Linked DNA regions of Aedes albopictus: region 1 is linked to region 2. Evidence: chromatin contacts called from public Hi-C data. All regions are on one chromosome and are shown on one strand. Each heading gives the region's core, a stretch centred on a gene start, on an enhancer-like site or on the middle of the called end of the contact. The rest is flanking DNA. Distances are from core to core; before and after follow the strand shown. Region 1 holds the start of LOC109621822 (zinc finger protein 600). Region 2 holds the start of LOC115253638 (zinc finger protein kipf-like).

Region 1 (5,032 bases), core at 575-3,074, 160 kb before region 2:
TTTGTGGGCAAATTTGTAGTGGAGCCATAGAGATTGCTGGGATGTGTATGTTTTCTGGCATTTTTCACACTTTAGTATTGAAGTTTCAGGCGTTCGGTAGGATGCGGTATTTGGTTCGTCTTCGTTCTCGATTTTTATACTTTTCGGCTCGCCTTCAAGATGTGCATTAACGGTTGAAAAAGCTTCAGTCGGTTGCATCTGATGCAACGAACGATAGTCTTCCTTACTGTCACGGTCTCGAGAATGCCTCTTAATGTGCTCTTCAAGTTTTTTACTGCAAAATAAAACCCAATATAAATTAAAGCATTCGAAAAAGAAATAGTTCGAGCAGTTCTCACCGCATAGTGAATCGAAAGCTGCAAATGTGGCACTCATGATTCTTTGGTCCATGCGCTTTTCTCTGGTGTCCCCAGAGCCTTCCTTTGCTTATGAATGTCTTCTCGCATGTATCACACTTGAATGGTCTTGCCATATTTTTTACAGCTGGGATAGGTCGCTTGCGTTCTTCAACAGACTGATGAGTCAGTATATGCCTTTGCAGTGAATTCCTGAAACAAAAAGGGCTTTTTTCTGATAACAATTCCAAAACTAAATAAGCAAATATTTACTGTAGTGCAAACGGGCGTTCACAAATCGGACAAATAAACTCCTTCATTCCATGGGTTTTCTTCCTATGCCACCTCATGGTTTTCCCTAGCTTGAAGGTCTTTGAGCATATATCACATTGCAGTTCGTTCCTCACGATGTTTATCTCTTTTCCATCGGCCACATGACTGGAAGAAGTTGCTTCGTAATCAATCTCGCTCGTAACTCCGCCATTTGTATCCAGTAGTGATTCCGAATTTCGAGCTTCTGCGTCTTCATTACACTGTTGAATCACTCCTTCTTGATGTGTTGCATCTGAATCTAGCTTCACTGAAGTTTTCGGAGCAAGTGCATCATTTTGCGTATCCTGCTTCTGTTCTGAGGATTCGATCACTGCAACGATTTCTCCACGCGGCTCTAATATTGTATCATCGGTCGTTTCCGGTTCCTTCGAATGAACTAGCTTCATATGTCTTAACAACTGTTGACTATAATTAAAAGATTATTACGACTTGTCACTTACTTGTAACATTGTTGTAACTTTGTAACCTTACCGCCTTCCGAAAGGTTTGCTACACATTTTGCATATGTGCTTCCTAGGTTGATGAATTTTCTTATGGCAGACCAATACCTTTCTCGTTTTGAACAGCTTCTGACATACTTCACATTGTAGAGGATTGGTTTCAGCATTGCTTATTTCAGATGATTGATTTCTTTTTGCTTGTTCAAGATTGATCGTCTCTTGCTGAATCGTAGACTGTAGCCAGGATTGAAGCACAGTTTGCACTTCCTGGCAACGGATCCGGAACTGATGGAATTCAATTAATCGTGTATGACAGACGATGCATACAGATTGGCTAATGGGATCGTCGAGGTATACCTAAAAGTATGGGCCAAGATCAAGACTATGGTCGCAGAATTTACCTCCAGAGGTCATTACCGTTACCGAAAGTAAATCCAACATCAATTGATCCAGTCCTTCTTCATCGAATACATCGGCAAGTTCTCCTTCGCTCAGACAAAGGCGGCAAACTGGATAGGGGTTCTTTCTGAACTCTTCCGGTTCAGTTTTGATTGCTTGCGAATCCATGATTTTAAATCTTGGACAATTGTATACCAACCGATAAATAGTTTAGTTAACACTTCAGGCCAATAGATTTTAACTTTGTTTATACAATTTCAGGACTAGGTAAACGATGGCTATTAGTGTTCATCTGCACGTCATGTTACACCGCTTGGCAAACTGGTTTTAGCTTTAGGTAGACACTGGAATAAACTCATGTTGAAGCTCTTGGATGAACCAAATGTCAAAACCACTTTTTCTTTTCCTGGATTTATCCACCGAATTCACTTGATCCGAGAACATTGACACTAGAGCGGGATCGCTTCCAATCAGAATAGAACTTTGTATCAAAACCAAAATTCTCGGACCGAGTGAATTCAGTTCATCGGTGAATAAGTCGGTGATGATTATATTTAGAAATGTTCCCGCTTTAGTGCCAAAAATGTATCGGAACGAGTATGATTACTGAAGTGCATGAATACATGGAGAGAAACGACATGGGGAGGTTTTATGCAACTGTCAGTAGGGCGCAGCACAAGCCTGTGCCAGTGCATACCATGTGTAAGGATCATAAAAAGCAATGTGGTGTTAGATAAAACAATACAATGGAAGAAGGTGGGAAGAACCATTATAAGAATTTGTTAGATGGTAATTACAGGATTAGCATAGTTGATGACGGTAATGGAGCCACCAACAATGATTGAGGAGGGAAGCTGATGGAGACACCAATGTAGGTTAGCAATGCCATCCGTCAGTTAAATATAAAATACGCTCACGACAAAGAACTAATAGACATTTTTCAATGAGGTTTAAGGTTTCTCCATCGTATTTCTAATGGTTTAAAGCCTCTTTTATTTGCATTAGTTGTTTCGAATCGCTGTTGTTTCTTTAAAATTTTCAGTCTTTATCAGTTGTGCAACCTATTCTGGCTCAATTTTGAACTCTTCTGCTTCGAATAGACTGATGGGCTCTTTGAGATCTGACTGACATTCAGAGCTGTATTCCACAAGTTCACTGAAATTTAAAAGATAATATTGCATTTTCCATGGACTATTGCGAGTATTATTTAGACATTTTGCTACCTTTCAGAGACTGATAAGTATTTGCTTACGGATCCCTTCTTAATAACCTGAGAAATACTATCGTCTTTCGAATCTACATGACATCTCATATGTGATTCCAGTTTCTGCCTGTAAAGAAGCAGAATTAGTTCTAACTATGCAATTGTACAAGAGGAAGTATACTCGACTTACGGTGTTATGAATGTTTTATTACAAACAGAGCAGCAGTGTTTTCGCGGTCCGTGATTCATTGCATGCCGGTTTAGCTGACCTTTTGTTAGAAACACCTTGCTGCACACCGGACACTTCAGGGGTTGAAGGGTGCCATCTTGTTGCTTGTGGTTTCTTAAGATATGCTTCTCGAGGTGCTTGCTGAAATAAACGCAGGCTTTTACTACTGTTGTCCAAAGGTATTAGGACAATGAGGTTCATACTTCGTTATGAAAACTGCACTGCAAATAGAACAGTTCATCTTTTTCGGCTTATGCGTAAATTTGTAGTGCAGCCACAGAGATTTATGGGATGTGAATGTCTTCTGGCATTTTCCGCACTGTGCTCGGTCGGCTGCGAAATTTTGTTCACAGTCTTTCGCGATTTTTATGCTTTTCGGCTGGCCTTCAACATTTGCATCTTTCGGTTGCATCTGATGCAACAATCGAAAGTCTTCTTTGCTGTCACGGTCTCGAGCGTGCCTCTTGATGTGCTTCTCAAGATCATCTCTGCAATTTACGATACAAATTGATGTATTCGAAAAAGATAATTTGAGTGATTCTTACCGCATAGTGAATCGAAAGCTGCAAATATGGCACTCATGGTTCCTTGGTCCATGCACTTTTTTCTGGTGTTCCCCGAGCCTTCCTTTGCGTGCAAATGCCTTTTCGCATACATCACACTTGAATGGTCTTGCATTGTTTTTCACACGTTGCATGCGTTCTTCCACAGACTGATGACTCTCTATGTGTCTTTGCAGTAAATTTCTGAAACAAAAACAGTTTTTTTTTTACAAAAACTTTGAATACTAATACAAGTTAATTTTTACCGTTGTGCAAACGGTCGTTCACAAATCGGACAAACGAGTGCATTTATTCCATGGGCACTCTTCTTGTGCGCCCTCATGGTTTTCCCTAGCTTGAATGTCTTGAAACATATATCACATTGCAGTTCGTTTTTCTCGGTATTTATCCCTTTTCCATTGGCCAGATGACTAGAAGTTGCTTCGCAAAAGGTCTTGCTCGTATCTCCGCCTTTCGTACTCTGTAGTGATTCTTCAAACTGTTCTTCCACGTCTTCGTAACAGTCTTGAGCCACTCCTTCTTGATCTATTGCATCTGACGTTTCCGAAGCAAGTGCATCATTTTGCGTAACCTGCTCTTGTTCTAAGGATTCGATCACTGCAACGATTTTTCCACGCGATTCTGATATTGTATCATCGTTCGTTTCCGGTTCCTTTGGGTGAACTAGGTTCATATGTCTTAACAATTGTTGACTACAATTTAAAGATATGTCATTTACTTGTAACTTTGATGCAACTTTTATAGTATCCTTACCGCCTTCCGAAAGGTTTGCTACACATTTTGCATATGTGCTTCCTAGGTTGATGAATTTTCTTATGGCAGAGCAATACCTTCCTCGTTTTAAACAACTTCTGACATACTTCACATTGTAATGGATTGGTTTTAGCATTACCTATTTCAGATGATTGATTTCTTTTTGCTTGTTCTAGTTGGGTCGCTTCTTGATGAATCGTAGACTGCAGCCAAGATTGAAGCACAGTTTGCACTTCCTGGCAACGGGTCCGGAATTGATGGAATTCAATTATTCGTGTATGGCAGGCGCCGCATACAGATTGGCTAATGGGATCTTCGAGGTACACCTAAAAATATGGGCCAAGTTCAAGATGATAACCACAGACTTTAACTCTAGAGGTCATAACCGTTATCGAAAGCAAATCCAGTATCAGTTGATCCAGTCCTTGTTCGTCGAATACATCGCCTAGTGCTCCTTCGCTCAGACACAGGCGGCAAACTGGATAGGGGTTTTCTCTGAATTCTTCCGGTTCAGTTTTGATTGCTTGCAAATCCATAACTCTCAGGCCTAATAAATTTTGTACCTTTTGATTAGCAGCTTAGGTAAAACTGAAGTCTTCAGGCCACTAGATTTTAACTTTAAGTACACAATTTCAGGATTTAGTTGTACGGAGACTGTTTGTGTTCATCTGCACGTAAACAGGTAGACACTGAAATGAACTCATGTTGAAGCTTTGTCGCCTCTACCACTACCATGAAAACGCACACTTTGTCATACCCTACCTCGTATCAACAAT
Region 2 (5,347 bases), core at 732-3,231:
TTCGTTCATTTTACGTCAATTGACGGCTTGTTGACACTGTCAGGCGTTGCAGTTATCGGATTTTCGTTCGCTAAGTGAAACGTAAACATGTTGCAGTTATCGAACGTCTACTGTATGTTTGAATACCCACCTGTATCGAAAGATAATCCGATATCCAGCGATAGCAGTTTTCATCTCTAAAATTACCGTCGAGAGTTTCTTCGCTCAAACATAGTCGACAAAGAGAGTTTGATTCTTCATACATATTTGGTCCTGTGGACAATACAAATTTAAGAATTATTGCTTTTCTTTCATCTGAATTATTCACAACCGCAGTGATCGATTTCGCTAATATGTTAACCCAAATAATGTTTAACGCTTTCATTGCTACTCTAGAACGTAAAGTCATTATCTCCTCTCATCAGGGTAGAATCAAAAATTCTTCCGGAAATATTATTACCTTATTACCCTTTCAAAATAATCCGAAGTAGAAATTGATCACTACAATTATGCTAGCTAAGTACTAACTATGTGAGTTTATTGCTAGACAGTAATTTTTTCTCACCTGCTTTATTTTTGAAACGCGAATTACCGAATTCTAAAATTCTACTATATTTTTAAAAAACTAATATTTTTAACGGAGCGGAAACAATGGAGAGAGTTCTGTAAACTAGCATAAGATTTGTTTTTGTTCATCCACGCAGACGAATGAACATCGCGTGGATTCACACACGAGGATCCACAGGTAGGGTATCGGGATGCTTCGTTGGCATAGCCCCCTCGTTCGGCCTATCTCAACATTAACCAAAAACTCAAACAAACACGCATAACTGGATATCGGAAAAGCTATACGGCAAACAACTCTGGAGCTCGATTTGAATAGGTCGTATGTGCTTTTGTCGATTAAAAATTCGATCAGTTGGATTCGCTTATAATAGCGAAAACCGTTGAAATTGAGCAAAGTTGATACAAACAGCAGAATCCTCACAAAACAGGCTTTCTGTTCCATCATTGAAAGTTTGCAAAATATCTGCCATATTGCTACAATGACTAAAATAAACTGATCGAATTTTATATCGACAAAAGCACATACGACCTATTCAAATCGAGCTCCAGAACTGTAACATTTCGTTTCCATTTTAGCACTTTTGAGCATTAAAAATGAATGAAAATTTCACTTTGTTTAGCTTTTGTAGACGCCATGATTCTTCGGCTTAGTGGGTAGTCTATACACATGATCATAAATGGCATGATTCTGGAACATTTCGAACTGACTTTTCAATAACTGAACATTTGATGCGACGGTCAAAGACGCTATTTTGAACTTGTATATTTGTTTTCAACGAATAATAAATATTTTACAAGTTGAATGTGGGCCGAATATTGAGGACATTTTTTTCACTATGTACCCAAATCTTGGCCCATCAGTAAAGTGACGTCAACAACACCGATAAAGTGACGTCAATAACATTGCTTGCGTAAGAACCAGAAAGAACGAACAGGAAGAAAGATTTTGTGTACGATGACTGTAAAATTATAACACAATAATAGGGTTGCGTTGTTTTCGTTAATAAATTAAGAAAGAACTTAAGTTTAAGTAATTTATTTACAGTTTTTTGAAAATTTGGCTCCAAAAATGTAATGTACAAGTAAGATTGGTGAACAAACAGAGATAATACTTCAGCAGAAATATTGAAAAAATGAGAAAATAAGTGGTTCTAGTGCATGGAAAGCAATAGGCCAACGTTGTATCCACTAATAGGCCAATTTTTGTACCATAGACCAACGTTGCATACCATCGCATCGAGTCTTTTCAACTTAATAAAGTAAATTCTTGAATATTTACGTTAGTTTACTTCCAATTGGGGAAACATGCATTACCTTGAGTGTGTAATAGGGTCAACATATTATTTCTAGTGCTATTAATTCATGAGTTATGGTCAAAATTGTCAATGCGACTTGCAAATTAGGCCAAGGAATGGTACATATACCCTATCAAAGAGATCTCCGTTGATGTTCATTCATCTGCATGGATAAACAAAAACAAACTTTGTGCCAGTTTACAGAACACCTTTGCTGCATCCAATGCGTTTACAATTTTTGTTGTTACATAGTAAAACTTTACCAATTCGATGATCCCGAGTGATAGATAAGCAGGTAAGGTCAATTTATAGCCGAGAAGTATAAACTCGCTTTACTTAATATCATGTGAGCACTGCAGGTACAGTGATCTTCTTCTTTTTTAAATATTTTCCGTAGTACAACCGAAATGTATGAAGAATCAAACACCCTCTGCCGGCTATGTTTGAGCGAAGAAACTCTCGACGGTATTTTTGCGGAAAAAAGCTGCAATCAATGGATATTGGATTACCTCTCGATACAGGTGACAAATGAAACATTATCGCCAGTCCGGGGGAACTTTGGGCCAAAAATCAAGAAAGATGTTTCGTTCGAAAAACTAACATTGATCGTCATCAAAAGTGAATAGGATATGACTGTTAAACGTTCGATGCAGAAGATGCAACCTTTCCATATGATAGTTTTTATAAAAGGTCCTGTAGAGACTAGCTCAATACGTTTGATGTATTACGGGTGTACCCAAGTGGATGAGAGAGCTGTAAATTGCTAAATTGCGTGAAGCGGTTGAGAATAACAAAGAATTCTGGTGCATAGATATTCAATATTTTGCAAGTGATATTTACTCATATTTAACTATTTTGATCGAATTTTAGTGTGATCAATGCCATCCACTAGTAAAGCTGAAATTAGGCTTATTTCAGATAAACTTCTTCAACGTAAAAACGAATGTTCAAGCGTTTAAATCTATTGTGGTCTTAAATTCTATAAAAAAATGTTTATTGGACACGTTGAACTTTAGTAACAGCTAAACTATTGTTGTAAAGACTTCCAAAGTAAATAATGATGCAATTTCGGTCCAGTGTTGCCTCTTCTGACGGTTTATTAAATAACTAACTTTTTTCAAATTCACTTTTCTCCAGATAAATTCCAACGATCAAATGAGTCAAGTAATTTGTACTATCTGCCACCTAAGATTAGCCGAGTTCCATGAGTTCCGAATCCGTTGTCTGGAGGTGCAAGAAGTACTCCAAACATTACTCGAAGAGTCTGCCAACCAACCGACAGAAGAGGACGTGCAAGAATCAGTTGAGATTACAAGCAACCAATCTACAATAGAAGAAATGCTAGAAGTATACCAAATTAAGTCTGAAGAATCAAGTAATCAATCGCTTATAGAAGAAGTACAAGAAGCACTTCAAGATAAACTTGAAGAACCTAATAACCAATCGACTCTAGAAAAATTACAAGATGTACTCCAAGCTGACTATGAAAAGCCTGTAAAACCAAATAACCAATCGACTCTAGAAGAAATGCTAGAAGTACTCCCAGCTAAACATGAAAAGCCTATCAACCAAACGACAGAAGAATCAAAAAGATCAGTCTCCTTAGAGTGCACCAAATGTTCCAAAGTGTTCACAAACAGGAAACAGCTATATAATCACAGGCAATACCATAGACTCAAACATAAGGACTTCTCTGGACAATTCCAGTGTGATATATGTCAAAAGATATATGGAACAAGGAAACAATTACTCGATCACAGGAGGTATCACATATTAAAAAACCACGCTTGTATATACTGTCAAAAATGCTTTGACAGAGGGTGAGTTTGCTGGAAAATCAATAATCCATATAATTCTACTCAAAAATCGGTATTTATATTTCAGAGCACGTATGCGCACCCATATGAAAGTATGTGCCCTGCGCACGAAGAAAAAAATAAAAGAACTCGAAGAAAATGCTTTCAACAATGAGGAATACACATGGGAATTGCTGCAAATAATGGAGGATGAGGAAAGCAGTTCCAGTATCGAGGTATTGCCGCATACGGCTGAAGCTGACCAGGATTCGGAATCGGATGAGAGTGAAACCTATGAAATTGTTGTTTATACAGAGAATTTTGAAGAGCAGGAAACGTCAGAAACACCGAAATCAGCGAAGTGATAAAAGTGTATGCCATAGGATGAATCACTATAAAATTGTGATAGGAAGCCAATCAACTGGCGTTCAAGTGAAGGAAGAAGAGCAAATTGATTCTTTCACAAAATGACCTGTAAAAATTGAACTGTGAAGCTGATTAAAGGCTTGTTTGTTTTTTAACACAATATTAACAGTTAAATATTGTGTTAATATTTAACACAATTTAACAGATAGTTTTTTAAATTGAAATTATCACAAGTCCCTAGCAAATTGTGTATGCAAAAATAGTAAGCCAAATTCAACATGTTTAACGTTTGTTGTTATCTTAGCGCTAGCAAAAATTTAGTTTGATAATGACGCCACCATAGCACTGCTTTTGATACCCTTAAGATCGCTGGTAAACAACCCTTCGTTCTTGAGAGAGAGTTGTGTTGGGGACCAACCATGTCACATACACTCCCTGCAGACAAACAGACGTCTCACTATACTCACTTTTCTATCGTTGCTCTCTTAACAAATATATAAATACAGTAGACGTTCGGTCGGTGCAAACGGTTTAACTGCAATGATCAGATGATCAGTTCTCCATTTCTGCAATGAAATAGTGCAAACAGCGTGGGTTATATGATTCCTTGCCTAATTTGATGCGGTTTGAGCAAAAGTTTGGGTAACTGTGTTGTTGAAGTTGTAAGAAATAAATAATACAACAACACAGTTACCCAAACTTTTGCTCAAACAGCATCAAATTAGGCAAGAAATCATATACAGTAGACGTTCGGTCGGTGCAAACGGTTTAACTGCAATGTTTTTTAACTGCAAGTCCGGTAAGTGCAACAAATTTGCAGTTATCGCACCGCCAAACGTCAAAATCGTGCGCCATGTTAGCTTTAATTAACAGTCGAATGAATTTTTCGTTCATTTTACGTCAATTGATGGCTTGTTGACACTGTCAGGCGTTGCAGTTATCGGATTTTCATTCGCTAAGTGCAACGTAAACATGTTGCAGTTATCGAATGTCTACTGTAAACCAAGCTGTTTGCACCATTTCATTGCAGAAACGGAGAACTGATCATCTCACCATACAAAAATCCAGCTCACTACTTTCAATCTAGTACTTCACTGATTGCTTCCTATTGATGGGTTGTTGACGTCTATCTGACGTTGCAGTTATCGAATTTTGTTCGCTAAGTGAAACGTAAACATGTTGCAGTTATCGAACGTCTACTGTACAGTAGACATTCGGTAACTTTAGCAAGTTCCCGTTTCGCTAAGCTAACGAAATTCGATAACTGCAACGTCTGACCAATGTCAATAAGCCATCAATTGACGTAAAATAAACGTTAAGTTCATTTGGGCTTACAATGCGCAC

Evidence for each region. A called contact is a pair of places that touch in the nucleus more often than the background predicts.
Region 1: a Hi-C map of whole body shows a contact between it and region 2, with 7 times the contacts expected there. The contact joins the promoter of LOC109621822 here to the promoter of LOC115253638 in region 2. A contact is called at or near these places in 3 of 3 Hi-C or Micro-C datasets (embryo, whole body and whole pupa).

Annotation. Positions count from the first base shown.
Region 1 is chr2:39,935,251-39,940,282 of AalbF5, reverse strand. LOC109621822 (zinc finger protein 600) reads right to left here and starts at 1,824. Exons shown (of 8, transcript XM_029871130.2): 1 at 1,532-1,824; 2 at 1,140-1,465; 3 at 609-1,073; 4 at 339-548; 5 at 1-274. The coding sequence starts at 1,675. All of the region lies in intron 2 of LOC109622949 (hypermethylated in cancer 2 protein-like), which reads left to right. LOC109621823 (zinc finger protein Xfin) reads right to left here. Exons shown (of 8, transcript XM_020075987.3): 1 at 4,643-5,032; 2 at 4,257-4,582; 3 at 3,749-4,195; 4 at 3,486-3,686; 5 at 3,144-3,428; 6 at 2,902-3,081; 7 at 2,731-2,838; 8 at 2,114-2,662. The coding sequence starts at 4,792. The coding sequence ends at 2,569.
Region 2 is chr2:39,779,004-39,784,350 of AalbF5, reverse strand. LOC115253638 (zinc finger protein kipf-like) reads left to right here and starts at 1,981. Exons shown (of 4, transcript XM_029868220.2): 1 at 1,981-2,136; 2 at 2,239-2,362; 3 at 2,979-3,661; 4 at 3,726-4,205. The coding sequence starts at 2,249. The coding sequence ends at 4,002. All of the region lies in intron 2 of LOC109622949 (hypermethylated in cancer 2 protein-like), which reads left to right. LOC109621831 (transcriptional repressor CTCF) reads right to left here and starts at 691. Exons shown (of 4, transcript XM_029871768.2): 1 at 545-691; 2 at 131-252. The coding sequence starts at 244.